Linked DNA regions of Zea mays: all the other regions are linked to region 1. Evidence: chromatin contacts called from public Hi-C data. All regions are on one chromosome and are shown on one strand. The core of a region is the stretch at or near the end of the contact, and the rest is flanking DNA. Distances in the headings are between cores, read along the strand shown.

Region 1 (5,128 bases), core at 1,243-3,742:
TTACTGTGCATTTCATTGTAATGACGGAATGAAATGAGATAGGACGATCCTTTAAATAAAGTTGTTTGGTTCAGAGTTAAAGATTGAAACAGGACTATCCGAGTGTTGTCTCCAATTATCGGGACGAGCCAGTTGTCCCGCAAACAAACTTATCAGAGTTGATAGGACATCGCTAACATATTTGCCCAAGTGGGTTTTGGTACGGAGATGGGGTTCAGCTTTTTAAGGTTTGGTTCAATTTTGAGATGTTCTACGGTATCAAGTACAGCATCCCATCAAACAGGGCCTATAATAATGGGAAAATCAATTCCGGCGAATTTCCTATGCCGTCTGCCCTCAGCGACATTTACTGATTTACACTTTTGGATTGTTCATACATTATGCAAGATTGTTTCTCAGTGACAAAAAAAAACACCGCCAACAAAACGTTGACACCAAGTAGTATTATGTTATTTTCTACATGCCAGGCTACTGCCATCTAGTCAAGTGCACAAACTAAAAGACACATGTCCCAAAAATTTTCAAGAACCAAGAACACAAGCCCAAGTGCGAGGGAGGCCTACTGCCGCCCGCGTCACGTCAACGGCAGCAGGCGCACGGGCACGCCGTGGCGCGCGCGGAGCGTGAGCACGTTGACGGGCGCGTGGCGGTACTCGTCGGAGATGCCGAAGCGGAAGCTCGCGAGCAGCATGGCCAGCACAACCTTGGCCTCGACCATGGCGTACGCCTGGCCGACGCAGTTGCGGGGGCCCGACGCGAACGGCAGGAAGCGGCCCGCCCACGGCCGGGCCCGCCCGGGCGCGAACCGGTCCGGCCTGAACTCGTGCGCGTCCGCTCCCCACACGGCCTCGTCGTGGTGGATGGCCAGCACGGGGATCCACAGCGACGCGCCCTTGGGCACGCGCAGCTCGTCGGCGCCGGAGCCGAGAGTGATGTCCTCGAACGCCATCCGCGGCAGCAGCGTCGCCGGCGGGTACAGCCGGAGCGTCTCGTTGATCACCATCTGCAGCTGGCATGCACGAAGCCGTACGTTACAACCGGCCAATGGCTGGCGTGGACCGCCGGATCGGAGTCGTTGGCTTTGCTTACCACGGTGAGCTTGGGGAGGTGGTCGGCGGTAGGCGGGGCGTCGCCGCAGACACTCGCTACCTCGGCGCGCGCCTTGTCCTGCCACGAAGGGTTCGTGGCGAGCAGCATGATGGCCCAGGTGAGGAGCAGCGCCGACGTCTCGTGCCCCGCGAAGAAGAATGTCTTGCACTCGTCGATCATCGTCTGGGCGTCGTACCCCAGGCCCAGCTCGCCGTTGCTAGACTTCGTCCTGTTCCTGTTCTTCTCCGTCTCGGCCAGCAGCATACCGAGGAGCCCCATGCCGCACGCCGACGACGGCGTCCGGCCCTCGTCCGCGATCTCGCGGCTGCGCTGGATGGACTCCTTGAGCAGCTGCTCCAGCTCCCCGTTCAGACGCTTTATTTCCCGCCTGTATTTGCTTGGGAAATACCTGGAATTTGATAAAATAAATAAGTATACTGATGAAAGGCGTGTGTGCACTGACGAGCAGGATCCAGTGACACTTTTCAGTGCGGCGGCCTGGTCCCACTTGTTAGTGTGCACTGGCACCGTCGTCTCGACGATGCTCTGTTTCTGTTTGCACGCGGCAGAAGCAGAGCATTCAGTTATAGTGTAAAATAAAAGGAAGGGGTGCTCACTGGCTGCCAGGGACCCAGAGATAGCGGCTGGAGCACGCCGTGAGGCGCTGCAGCTCCTCGATGAGCCGGAAGATGCGCTTCCCCGTGTCGTAGGTCGTGTCGAACTCAGTGCACGCGATGATGTCGCCGGCGAGCCTCGCCATGTGCGCGCCCACCTCCACCTCGTTCCCGTCCCGCGCCACCGCCTCCCGCAGCGCGCGCACCGTCCGCCGGGCGCAGTCCACCATGTGGCCGACCCTGCCTCGGAGCCTGTCAGCCATGAACGCCGGCGCAACCACGTGGCGCTGGTGCGACCACGTGGCGCCGTTGGCCATGATCAGGCCGCGGCCGATGAAGTGCTTGGCGCCCTGCCGCTGCAGCCACGACTTGCCGGTGACGTGCGCGTGCCTCGACGACAGCAGCTCCCGCACCATGCCCGCGTCCGTCACGCACACCCGTGGCTCGCTCCCGTACCAGTACACGAACCGCCTCCCTGCACAAGGCCAACCAAATAAAGCCTCCGGGCTCCGGTCAGGTCCGCCGGACAAGCATCAGCACCATGAACCCACCGCCCGGCCGGCAATGCATCGTGAGCCACTCACCGTACATCTTGGACCACTGGACGTAATGGGGCAGAAGGCGGCCGACGATGTCGTGGCTCAGGCAGCTCATGTCACCGGCGGTGGCCCTGGAGACGAGAGCAGAGACGTCGTGGAGGTTCCCGACGAGGAGACGCGGCGGCGGGCCGTGGACGCCCTGGCCGGCCAGGATCGTCCGGATCCTCGCCGGCGTGAGGTAGTAGCAGGAGACAGTGATCCATGCCGCCCTTGTCAGCAAGAACAAGAGTGGCGACGCCAGCACAAGGCCGACCACGCCCAATGCCATGCTGGCCTTGCGCCCTTGCCTTGTCCCGTTCGCAGCTGCCACTACCGGCGCACCCTGCATGTGTGTGTGTGTGTGTGTATATATATATATATATATATATATATATATATATATATATATATATATATATATATATATATATATATATATATATATATATATATATATATATATATATATATATATATATATATATATATATATATATATATATATATATATATATATATATATATATATATATATATATATATATATATATAACGAGGTGGCACATCCAATGTGCAACTAACAAGGCTAGGAGTGAATTTCACAAGAAACAGTTTAAATTCAGAACTGTGAAACAAACACGATGCCCTTGTTTCGAACAACCTGCAGTTTCTTGTTCGCTGGTCACATCTGTTTGTGGTGGCGATCAGCTGAGCGCGAGAAAGCAGTTTTTGACCGACTTTTGACGGGAAAGCATAGGCCAATTTGGTAGATTTTGAGGGTTAGTTTGTGGTGCGTTAGTGAGTGGGGGGGAGTGCTTGGGCATAAAGTGGCAAACCGGCATGGTTAAGATAACCGCATTAGTTAAGTACAACTGGTGTGGCAATCAGTCCTGCCACTAGGTGAAAAGAGGCAGCATATCTTCATTACTGGAACAGATTGTTTATGGCAAAAGGCGTCTCAGTTGGTGCCTTGATTTGGGCTTCTGGGTTTCATTAGAGTCTTGATAAGCATGCAGTGGGGTGGGGGTACAAATATCTGGTTAGTTCATTCAATCACCACAGTTAGTAGCTGCAGAAGGAACAAGCCTCTTTTTATCTGAATTCACAACTCACATTTGAATTGAATCGTGGCAGCCAATTCATGTAGACAAAGCCGGCTGTTTAGATTGCTACCGCTGCAATCCATAGAGACAAAAACACTATAGAAACAGTAGAAGCCGGTATAGATTAAAGGAACGAACAGGCTGAAAGGTTGAAGTCCACCGCAAACAAAAAAAATGTGAATTCAGCAGTTGAAAAAAAAATGTCTGTTGTGTAAGCAGTAAGCACATGGTAAAGTCGTTCCTTCAAAGATAATATTTTTCTGTGTGACTTGATTCTTTTCTGAGTTCACTTTCAGTCATCGCCATTGGCGCCATATAATATATGTTCCGAAACAGGGCTCTTATAGAGGTCAAAGGCCACAAGGTCTTTTTCAGCGAGTAATGCACCCGAAACTGAAAGCTGGAGGATGGGATTATAGAATCCGTTGAGATAAGCCCGCCCTCGGTTTCTCCTGCAGCTTAGGACTCAAGCCAGGCGGATGTATTTGGCTCCTGGACCTCTGTTCTGTGAAACATGCACTGCACCTCTTCACATGCCAGGCAGTTAGTTTTCTTCGCTTCAGAGTGCTGCTCTTTACCTCACACTGAACATAGACAGAGGCTTCTTCTGCAGGCCTACTAATCCGGGACACGTGAGAACAGAAACCAAGGAGGATGCCATGCATACAATACTCTCCTTTCAAAAGATTTATAAGCCATTCCGACATTTTCAGATTAAGTAAGTCATACATCTGAATATAGTGTGTCTAGATATATAGCTTCACATGTGAATTTTTTATTTTCTGGATCTATCTAATTTGCAACCTAGATATCATGCTTCACATACACAACATTTTCCTCTTGAACCTGCCTATTATTTCATTAATCAGTAACAGGTAAAAAAATATCTGATTATTATTTCATTCAGCATTAAAGGTAAAAAAAATCAGATTACACCCTCACGACCTTTGATATACTATTAGTTGTCGTTTAGGATAGCGACACGGTCTCTAAAATATAACTTTGATCAATATATTTTTGTTAAAATACAAACTCTTAATACATTTATACTTTTATAAAAGTACTTGTTAAGATAAATCGGTGTATATAAACATTATGTTTCAAAACTACATAATAAAATAGTTATTTATATTTAAAATTTTATAAGTTTGACTTAAACCTTGTCTAAAACGATAAATAATAGGACATCGAAGCTAAACTGTCATTTTTATTATTAATAGGTAAAAAGCGACCCATTTACAGCGTCCATGACCTAATAGCTAACGTCCCCCAAAATAAGTTTTGTTGTAGATCAAAACAGAGTATCAGACTGAGAGTTGTTCCACTGTGTCGGTGCTTTGCTGCATCAGTAGAAGGGACAAACGGAAAGGGCGTAGGCTTCTAAGACAGATGAAAGTTGTGCATGCATTCCTTCGAGAGCAACCCAGGTGACAGTGGCGCCTTTATTTATTCACAATTGGCATCCAAAACTATTCAACTGAGCACACATCTCGAAAACAAAAAGATTGCTTACTAGGCACATTTCATCTTATTACTTTGAAAGTCCTTCACGAGCGCTTACGACGAAGCAGATAATATATTGCAATGTCACGACAACGCATCATCGTGAAATTTGGTAGCAAACAAGGTTGCAACTGCAAATCTGGTGAAATACTTGCCATACCCCCACCCACCCAAAAAAATGTCATGTTTGAGAAAAAAGTGGAGCACATGTTTGAGAAAAAAGTTTGAGAAAAACGGGAAA
Region 2 (5,128 bases), core at 1,002-3,501, 620 kb before region 1:
CGCTGATATACCAGTTTTACACTCTGCAGAGGTTGTGCATCTTTACCCACAAGTCGTGTTACCCATTTGCCACGGGGTTGTACGGACCCCATACACCTCTACCAAGGAAGCGAGGCAGGGTAGCACTACAAGGCCTTTCCAAAGTTCTACTAGTTCGAGAAAACCCGCTATGGATTCAGGAAGAAGGAAGCATAGGAATCCCTCGTCCAAAAAGCTTTACAAATAGCTCGACCCGAGGACCTCCATGTACTCTAGCAGCGACGCCTCCCCGCTTGCCGCTTCTGGGTAAGGTAATCTCTCCCTAGCTTACTTAATTACTTGGATAAGGGTGTCCCATTCCACCCTTGTGGTAGCACTATTTTCTCAGGTGGTTTTCCATGTTCCAATTAACAATATGATCTTATCATGAACAGTAATTAAACTACAACATAATTGGAACATGATCATAATAAAACATTAGTTTCCCAAAACCAGATAGAGAAATAGTAAATATACCCAATAATTCATCTGTTTGCAAGGTGGGGAATAAATAATGCTTGGGAAACCTATTAGGTCCCATCAAATTAACCTGAGTATATCACAGTGATTAACATGAACATTATTAGGTAGAGAAAAGTGATCAAGGGCACAACTTGCCTGAGACTCAAGATTCCCAGGTACCAACTTACTCCTCAAGTGACTCGTAGCAATACAAACAAACAGTGTATAGGCAAATTTAACATCATACCAAACATAAGGACAAACTGCATAATAATATTCTATGCATTGCTATGAGGACGTAGGTTCGAGAACCACTAAATTCAGAGTTACGGTTAAGAGGATATGATTTTCCAAAGATTTAGGTGATTAAACAATAAAAGATAAATTATATGTTAATTAATATAAATCATGTGAGAAGAATATTATTAATGAATAACTAACTCAATTTTTTTAAACTAAGTTATAACTTGAGTAGAGACCATATCTTAGCTAGATTATGATTATAGTCAGATTGACTTTTAACTAGAATGATTAATTCACTACCATAAGTCAAATAAATATTCATTTATAAAAGTATGTGGAATGATATAGACAATGTTTTTAACGTGTAAACAGTTTTATTGTGAAGCTAACGCAACTGAAATGGGTCAAATCAGAGTTACTATGGAATAGTTATGAATTAAATAGGTTCCTAGGTCACTTTACTATTATTATTACAGTATAAATACTTTCCTGGGTCTAAACTGCAAAGTACTCATTTTAATCATATTTTTGTACTACTGAAATTGGTTAGCATGTTTATTCCTAAAAACTACAGGGGCTTATAAGCGAAATTGCTATGGCAAAGGGGTACCGACCAATGAGATCCGTTCAATCACCAACGGATGGCACCGATTAGATCGCTATTTAATCGAACCGGTATGCACTGAGAATCAATGATCTCGAGATCAACGACCCAGATTTTAAACACTGAGATCAAATCTTACGCGCATAATTTGGATCGGACGGTCGAGATCAAAATCCGAACCGATACCCACCATCGGCCGCACGATCCTGTATCGATGGACCAGATTTTATTTCTGAACCAGTAACTCTAGAATCAATCCTAGCCATTAACCAAGCGATCGACGGACGAGACCACGCCACCAACCCCAGCCGAACACGGCGGCGCCGCAAGGCATACCCGCGGCGGAGCTTCACCGGCGGCCACACAATGTGACGCCAAACCGTCCCAACCTTGAAATTGATCGGTGCTAAACTTAGAGGGGAAGATAGCGAACATGCCGAGAGGGGTCTCACCGGCGGCGGCGGTGGATACGGTGTTGCCCAAGATGAGGTGTGGTAACGCGATGGAGATAGTTCATCAGTGAACAATCCGCCATCGTTAGCACAAGATCCGAGCACATCGAGGTCGCAGGCGCCATCGACGCACCCTAGAGAGTCGCCCAGACCATACGCCCGAGCTCGAGCGATGGTGTTCCCAGGTTCTCCCGTGGCGGCATCCCGGGTCCTCACAGCGGCGCTGGCGGCCCACGGTCGACAACACCGATGAATGAGGAGAGGGGCACGGGATTCCTCATATATGCTCCGCCTAGGAAGAAGCCTAGCGCGAGCGATGGTTGGGGCAGGCGCGAGATACTCGGCGGAGAGCTTGCACCGGGTTCGGTTGAAGACGATCTTGACCACCCGGCCCCGCCTGCCAGCGAAGGACGCGAGTGAGAGCATGGCAGGGATGCTGTCCCAGCAGCCCCACTGTGTAGTGGCAGGTGACACCCAGACACGCGCATTAGCAAGGCTGGGCCACGAGGCCTTTTGAGATTTGGCCAAGACAAGGGTGAGGGTGAGCAAGCCGACTGGGAAATGGGCCCAAACAATGATTTCCTTTTTCCTTGTATTTTTCTGTTTTCCTTTTATTTTCTATTTTCAAGTTTGATTTTCAAACAAATTAATAAACTCAAATCAAGGTCTGAGTATCCAACTAAATGCACCAGCCAAAAATCCCAATATGAATGCAAAAGTACAATTTTATTTATTCATTATTTTTTGCACATGCTTTTAAACATACAACTCATATGATGAATAAAAAAGGATTCATTTTAGGACAATAATATCTATCATGTGACTTTTACTGAAAGATAATTTACCCTATACATTCTAGAGAATGTCTCTTAAATATATTATTCAAATAAGTAATTTATTTCATATGAAAATCTTTTCACTTTTCATTTGGTCACTTTAATTTCTTTATTATACACACATGGATTTATTTAACATCTTGGAATAACTTTTCCTAAATTACCCAAAATATGATTCTGGGGTGTTACAGTTGCCATGCGAACTGGACGATTATCTTGGAGGAACTGGACGAGCGCGCTTTCCCATTGGTCGTCGAGGCTGGAACTGATGACTGTGGTCTTGCGTTCGTCTGAGAATCCAAGGTTGATTCTTTTAGTTTCTTCGATCGACCGCATAGAGGTCACGACCGGGGCTTTATTCGGAGGGATTGTAAAATCTTCTTCCACCGGCTTTCCATCAACTTGTGCGGGAAGGGCTACCGAGGGCCCAGCAGTGAGAGCCGTCTGAATGGCACCACAGAAGCATTCTGTGGCGCCTTCGAAGTCAGCACGCACGGTGATGATCCCTTTAGGACCTGACATTTTCAGTATCATATATGGGAAGTGTGGGATGTCCATGAATTTCGCCAACCGCGGTCTCACAATAATGGCGTTGTACCCGCAGTCGAAACACGCCACCTCAAACCTCAGGAACTCAGTTCGGTAGTTCTCTGGGGTTCCAAAGGTGACAGACATGTAGATGTGTCCTACTGGGTACTCCCCTTCAGTCGGCACGATCCCAAAGAAAGGAGTATTCGACTCAGTGAGATCATCGATGGTGACCCCTAGGGCCTGAAGCGTTCGGGGAAAGGTGACGTTGATGCTGCTACCACCATCCACCAGTACCTTCTTAACACGACTTTCCTAGATTATAGGGTCGACGAGTAGTGGGTATTTGTCGGGGTGATCGAAGTTAAGCCACTGATCAGCTCGGCTGAAGGATATTGTGTGCTCTGACCATCGGAAAGGAGCTAGAGCGCTGTTTGTGGCCACTAGAACTTGCCGATCATTAAGTTTTTGTTGCATTTTGCTTTCTTGCGCGCGTGGCCTCCGAATATGGCATTGACCTCCCTATTGATGCGCAGGAAAGCTCTGCCTCTACCCCCTTCCTGCTGCTGAGGCTTCCTAGGCTCATTAGGTTCTCCTCGAGGTGGGGGAGGCGGTAGCGGCTGGATTGGTCGGCCATGCCCGATGGAGTTTTTGAAATCCCTGCAGTCCCACAGGGTGTGCCGCATGTACTTGTGTACAGGCACTAGGAGACGAGGATCTCATCCAGTGTCCTTACCCCTCCGCGGGGTGCACCGTGGGCTCGAGCGACAGGTGGCCCAGCGGTGTGTACCTCCTCCCAGGGTCTCTTCTCCTAGCGTTTGTCTGGTTGCTGGTTTGTGTCCCTTCGTGGTGCTAGTGGTACGAGCTTTGTGCCTCCAATGAGGTCTTGAGCCCGCTCATCCGCCGTGATGTAGACGTCCACCTCCCAGAACAATTGTTCAGAGGTGGCAGGTGCTTTTTGAAGTATGGCTTGAGCGAAAATCGGATCGTTGGATCCCTGATAGAAGTCTTCGATCACAGCCGCCTCAACAACCTCAGGGATACGGTTTCTCATTGTTTGAAATCTTCTGAGGAATGAACAAAGAGTTTCATCATTCTGTCGTCTGATGGATTTGAGGTCCCACGGCTGCGCTGGTTTATCGGAGAGGGACTAAAAGTTCGTGATAAACTGAGGATTGAAATCTCCCCAATCATCGATGCAATGACGGGGCAGATCCGGAGCCATTGTAGCGCATCCTGCCCTAGAATGATGGGCATGTACGCCATCATGATGTCCTCCGTTGCTCCAGCAGCCCGAGCGGTGGTAGTGTAGACAGCCGGCCAACCCCGGGTCCTGCATGGGTTCGTATTTGTCGATGTTAGATACTTTGAAATTGGGAGGCCATTGGATGGCTCGAAGACGACGGGTGAGCCCGGAGATCCCACACGTATCCTCCTGTCAATGATCACGCCGTCGATCCCAGGGAGGGGAGCGAGTGTTAGGTCACCTCGACCGTCCCCGGACTGGACTGTTAGTGGAGGCTGCTGCTAATTCAATCCTGGTCGTGCGGCTGTGTGTCGTTACACCATGATCGCGGTCGTATTCCTCCCGGTACCTTATTTCATTCTCATGCCGATGATTGCATGAAGAACTGATGTTGCTCCGTGCGCCTCGTCGGCTGTTGATGGCATGACGTAGATCGTTTGGTGGGTGGGCGAGAGGTAGAAGATGATTGGCCGTCTGAGTAAGCACCCACCGATAGCCCTCCGCGTCTAGGGTTCGCGGGAGGCCGTCGACTATCTACGCTAGGACCCCTCCAACTTTGCTCGGCGTGTTCAATGCTCGGGCAAAGTCAGGGTACATGTTTTAGGCAAGGAGCGAATTTTCCCATCGAAGCCTAGCATCTTGCTCATCTAGCTGCCGCTCGCATTCCAGAGCTTGACGACAGTCTCGGCGGCGGGAGTTGCGCCGTTCTCGATGTGTTCTTTCATCAGGAGTCTCCCCC
Region 3 (5,128 bases), core at 1,470-3,969, 540 kb after region 1:
AATCTTGAGGACACAGACCCAAGTCATCCAAGACAACTCAAGCTCTCAAGCAATATAACACACAGTGGAGTATGGTATTACGCTCCGGCGGCCCGAACCACTCTAAACTCTTGCATGTTCTTGTGTTCATTCCTTCATCTCGCAACAAGCAAACGCTTAGGCCCCTCCTCATCTTAGGATTTAGGGCGGGTGCACTCTGCCACCCGCCCGGAGATTTCCTCTCCGACAGCCGTAAAGAGAGTCATGAGATATTTAGTTTACACTCCTAAGTTAGGGCTTTGGTACCCCAAGGGATCCTCGTTTGATTTAATAGGATATTCCGATGCCGATTGGGCAGGGTGTAAAATTGATAGGAAGAGCACATTAGAGACTTGTCAGTTTCTGGGGAGATCCCTGGTGTCATGGGCTTCAAAGAAACAAAACTCAGTAGCTCTTTCCACCGCCGAAGCTGAGTACATTGCCGCAGGCCATTGTTGTGCGCAATTACTTTGGATGAGGCAAACCCTTGGGGACTATGGCTACAAATTGAGCAAAGTCCCTCTCCTATATGATAATGAGAGTGCAATCCGCATGGCGAATAATCCCGTTGAACACAGCCGCACTAAGCACATAGACATTCGATATCACTTTCTGAGGGATCACCAACAAAAGGGAGATATCGAAATTGCTTATGTTAATACCCAAAACCAATTAGCTGATATCTTTATCAAGCCACTAGATGAGAACACCATTAGCAAACTTAGGAATGAGCTAAATATACTTGATTCTCACAATTTTGATTGAAACATTGCGCACATAGCTCATTTATATACCTTTGATCATGTCTCTTTCATTTTGGTACAAATGCATATTTCTTATTATTCTTGTACCAAGGCTACGACTAATATGCTTTGAAGTGTATTTCTATACTAAGTCGTAGATTGAAAGGGAAATGGAATCTTCGGCAAAGACAAGGCTTCCACTCCATCTCTAACGGTATCATCTACTCTTTGTCGTTGTTTCTCCACTCTCAATTGGTATAACCCTTCACTCATATTTATATTACCATTTGGGAGAAAGTATTATAAGGGCTCTCGAAGTCTCTGTTTTTTGCGATTAATGCGAAAGGGGGATAAAATATTAAGCCCAAAGCAAAAGGACCGCACAACTACCATTTCAAAAAATTTCAAAATGAAGTTTTACTTGGTATTTTCGATTGGTATCTAATTTACAATTAATCCTTCAATTGGTATCTTTAAAAATCAAACCTTAATTTGGTATCTATTTCAAAACCCTCTAAGAGGAGAAGTTCATTCAGGGGGAGTTTTATTTAGTCAAAGGAAAAGCATTTGAAACAGGGGGAGAGTTTTCAAATCTTGAAAAATGCTTCTTGCAATCTTATTCATATACCTTTGACTATTTGCAAAAAGACTTTGAAAAGATTTTCCAAAAGTATTTGCTAAAACAAAACAAGTGGTGCAAATGTGGTCCAAAATGTTAAATAAAAGAAAAAGCAATCCATTCATATTTAGTGAGATATTCAATTGGTTTAACTCCCAAGTAACCTATGCACATTCTAAATGCAAACTAGTTACATTTCTACACTTTATATTTGCTTTGGTTTGTGTTATCATCAATCACCAAAAAGGGGGAGATTGAAAGGGAAATAGGGTTAACCTTTTCCTAGAATTCATGTATTACAGGTGCATAAGGTTCAACACAAACCAATAAAAGATTCGAGTTAGGGACTCAATTTAAAAAGAGCAAAAGGAATCGAGTGGGCTGAAAAATGGCGCACCGGACTGTCCGGTGTGCCACCGGACTGTGTCCGGTGCACCAGGGCCGTACAGGTGTCAACCAACCACTCTCGGGAAAACGAAGGCGCGCTCCGCTATAATTCACCGGACTGTCCGGTGTGCCACTAGACTGTCCGATGAGCCAGCGGGCAACGACTATCCAGCGCCAACGTTCGACTCTGCAAAGTGCTACAGTGAGCCACAGTGCTGCGGCAGAAGTCAGAGCCGCGAAGTCAGAGGGCACCGGACTGTCCGGTGTGGCACCAGACTATCCGATGCCGCAAGAGGAAAAAGCTCCAACGATCGACTTCGCTCTGAACCCTAACGATTGGGTGACATGGCGGGGAACCGGACAGTGCACAGTGCCTGTCCGGTGGCGCACCGGACTGTCCGGTGCGCCCATCGCCAGCAGCCTCCCCAACTGCTACCTAAGTGGTTGGGGGCTATAAATACCCCCAACCACCACAACATTGAGCATCCAAGTTTTCTGAAGATCACATTCAATACAAAGAGCTCTAGCATTCACTCCAAAACACAATACAAAAGATCAAATCACCTCTAAGCCCCAAATTCATTCCAAACACTTAGTGGCTTGTGAGAGAGAGATTTTTGTGTTCATTTGAGTTCTTGTCGTTTGGATTGCCTTTCTTTTTTTCCCATTCTTATTCTCAAGTGATTTGCAAGCGAGGCAAGAGACACCAAGTGTGTGGTAGTCCTTGCGAGGTCTTAGTGACCCGTGAGATTAAGGAAGAAGGCTCACTCGGTCTAAGTGACCGTTTGAGAGAGGGAAAGGGTTGAAATGGATCCAGTCTTTGTGACCTCCTCAATAGGGACTAGGTTCTTTGGAACCGAACCTCGGTAAAACAAATCACCGTGTTCACTCGCTTTATTTCTTGGTTGATTTGTTTTCCCTCTCTTCCCGACTTGAATTTAATTCTAACGCTATCCCCCGACCTTAGTGCGCGTTTAAAGTTATAAATTTCAAGTTTCGCCTATTCACCCCCTCTAGGCGACTTTCAGAGATGATCCAAGACGCCAGTAAGATCGTTTGTTTTAATTGATGTTTTTTTGTTTGTATAGAATTGATTGATGACCATGGCCATGGATATATCTTCCCTCATCTTCATGAAGGGAAGATTTGGGGAAGGAGGTAGTAATTGGTTTTTATGTCGATATGATTAGAGAGTACTCCTGATTAGACCCTCTTTTTTTCCCATGTGTTCATCTTATTTTTCTTCCATGGTCTTTTTTGCTTGTTCATCTAAGACGTCGGTGGGCATGAATCTATTTTCCCCATTTGATTAGACGCTCTTTTTTCCCATGTGTCCATCTTATTTTTTGTAGTTGGCCCCACATGCTCAAGCGACGAGGAAAGCTTCATACATCGTTGGAATGGATCCACACCAGAGCGTGCATCCGACCTTGGCGCTCTTCGGCCGAGCAGCACACCAGAGCGCGCATCCGAACTCTCGTTCGGTGGGGTGGGGGACGGCTCGCCATATAAATTTCCGTCTCCTGCTCCGACCGAAGTGGCGCCCCAACGTGCAAACTACTGCCGCCCTCGCCCTCCTCCGGTACCACGTTTTCAGAACGCCCGATCAATCACGAATCGTGATTAATCGACGATTAATCGCCTGATCATAACTTCGGAGGCGATTAGGGCTAACGGCGTGATCAAATAAGTGATAGTGCGATTAACCGCGACTAATCGTCAGATCAACACATGGACGATCAGGCCCGCGTCTGCTTTGAAAATTGGAATTTTGGCCCGGTGGCCCACTTGACTTGCCAACTATTTTGGCCCACCAGCTCAGCCCATATTCCCTTTTCCCACGTGAACACAGGCAGCTGCAACTGCAACGCGTGAAGCCGTGAACACGGGCACACCAGTACGACAGTACCACGCCACATGAACTCGTGAAGAATAGAGCCGCCACTGAGGAACCCTAGCGACGGCGGCGCGCTACCGGTGACATCGTCCAACTCGGCCCCTCCATCCCCGACGCGGCGGCGCCAGCGTGCAAGTACGATTCCCTTCTCAGTCTCCACGGCTCCACCAGGGCACCAGTCCATCTCTTATCCCCCGTCCCCAGTCCCGTTCATCTCTACAGGTGTTAGGATACTTGGATTGGAGTCGAGTGCTAGGCTGCTAGTGCTAGTGTTCAAAGCCTGAAGCCATGTCCATGGGCGTGTGGTTGTTGCCTGTTTGTCCACCGGCAGTTCAAAGCCTGAAGCCATGTCCTGGCGGCCGCGAAGAACCTGCGCAGTGCGCACGGAGGCCGCCTCGGGAGCGCAGAGCGATTAATCGGGCTGATCGTCGACTAATCGTAATTAGTCGGCTGATCGCCCTTCTGGCGATCAGAGGCTAATCGCCGATCTGAAAACTTTGCTCTGGTACGCTCCTCTGCATGTGTACTCTTTCGCTACACAGTCTATATGGGATTGGGTATTCCTATTCTGTTCTGGATCTGAGCCTTTCTTTTGGGTATTCCTATTTTGTAGCTGGTGCTGCAACGGATTCGGAACCTGCTGCTGCGATGGATCCGGGACCTGGTTGCTGTAACGCATTCAGCTCCTGCTGCTCTTAATGATAAGTATCTGCACAACTTATCCAGAGTTCATACAGCATATTAATAAGAACAGAAGCCACAACTTAGTAAATAGCTCATCCAGTTTTCCTGACCGAAGCATTTCTTGTGGAAATATCTGATATTTAGAAGAAAGCAAAATGGTTGGCCAGGAAGACATAAACATAATTAACAAGTCCGATGAAGTTGGCAGCTCAGAATCTTTCCTCTTCCTGCAATAGGCAAATAGTGTGACAAAAATGATCTAGACAAATGATGTTCAAATCAAGCTTGCTTCTACAAATAAGAGAAAGTAGTTGTGCTATATTTACTCAGGAAAGAATTGCCAAAAGCAGGCACCGGTAATAATCTCCAAATTCCAAATGCATATGAAAAAAAGTATTGACAATCCATTGTTCATGGGCCTACTGCTTACCTTCACTACTCTATCGTTCATAAGCCTATTGCTTATCTTTCACTAAGTAGCCTGAAGGATACATTACTGTTCTGGTTGGATAAATAGGCTGCTCTCCCAGTAGTGAAATGCTAATGCTAACAAGATTAAAGTGAAGAACTTGCATACATGCCGCAAATACGTGTGCAACCAGCAAAAATTTAGTTAGGTGATAGATAAAATCCAGCAGCAATATTACCTAACAGAGGTACTTGGAGGACTGAGAGGGGAGGAAGGGCATGGGATAGCTGGACCTTACATTGGTCAAGTAAGCGCCTCGGTTCCAATGACATCCTCCCTCCCATTGGTATACTGAGAAAATGACTCCACTC

What was found. Hi-C and Micro-C count contacts between places; a contact is called where the count stands out from the background.
Region 2: a contact with region 1 is called in a Hi-C map of ear, with 1.9 times the contacts expected there. The contact joins the enhancer-like site here to the promoter of LOC100280269 in region 1. A contact is called at or near these places in 3 of 25 Hi-C or Micro-C datasets (ear, endosperm and tassel).
Region 3: a contact with region 1 is called in a Hi-C map of tassel, with 5 times the contacts expected there. The contact joins the promoter of LOC109946029 here to the promoter of LOC100280269 in region 1. A contact is called at or near these places in 3 of 25 Hi-C or Micro-C datasets (ear, leaf and tassel).

The regions. Positions count from the first base shown.
Region 1 is chr4:84,748,411-84,753,538 of Zm-B73-REFERENCE-NAM-5.0, forward strand. LOC100280269 (putative cytochrome P450 superfamily protein) reads right to left here and starts at 2,493. Exons shown (of 3, transcript NM_001153197.2): 1 at 1,707-2,493; 2 at 1,090-1,498; 3 at 401-1,009. The coding sequence starts at 2,119. The coding sequence ends at 575.
Region 2 is chr4:84,130,565-84,135,692 of Zm-B73-REFERENCE-NAM-5.0, forward strand. No RefSeq gene overlaps it. Among protein-coding and RNA genes, the nearest start is that of LOC103655377, 6.7 kb to the left of the region's middle. Within about 2 kb of position 2,252, at least 18 of the 20 cell types and tissues checked have an H3K27ac peak or open chromatin away from gene starts, as enhancers often do. A contact at or near this core is called in ear, endosperm and tassel, where this site is marked.
Region 3 is chr4:85,290,283-85,295,410 of Zm-B73-REFERENCE-NAM-5.0, forward strand. It overlaps LOC109946029, which reads left to right and starts at 2,720. Exons shown (of 7, transcript XM_020552568.2): 1 at 2,720-4,169; 2 at 4,278-4,365. The coding sequence starts at 4,363. LOC103653467 (a long non-coding RNA gene) reads left to right here and starts at 4,372. Exons shown (of 2, transcript XR_565504.2): 1 at 4,372-5,128.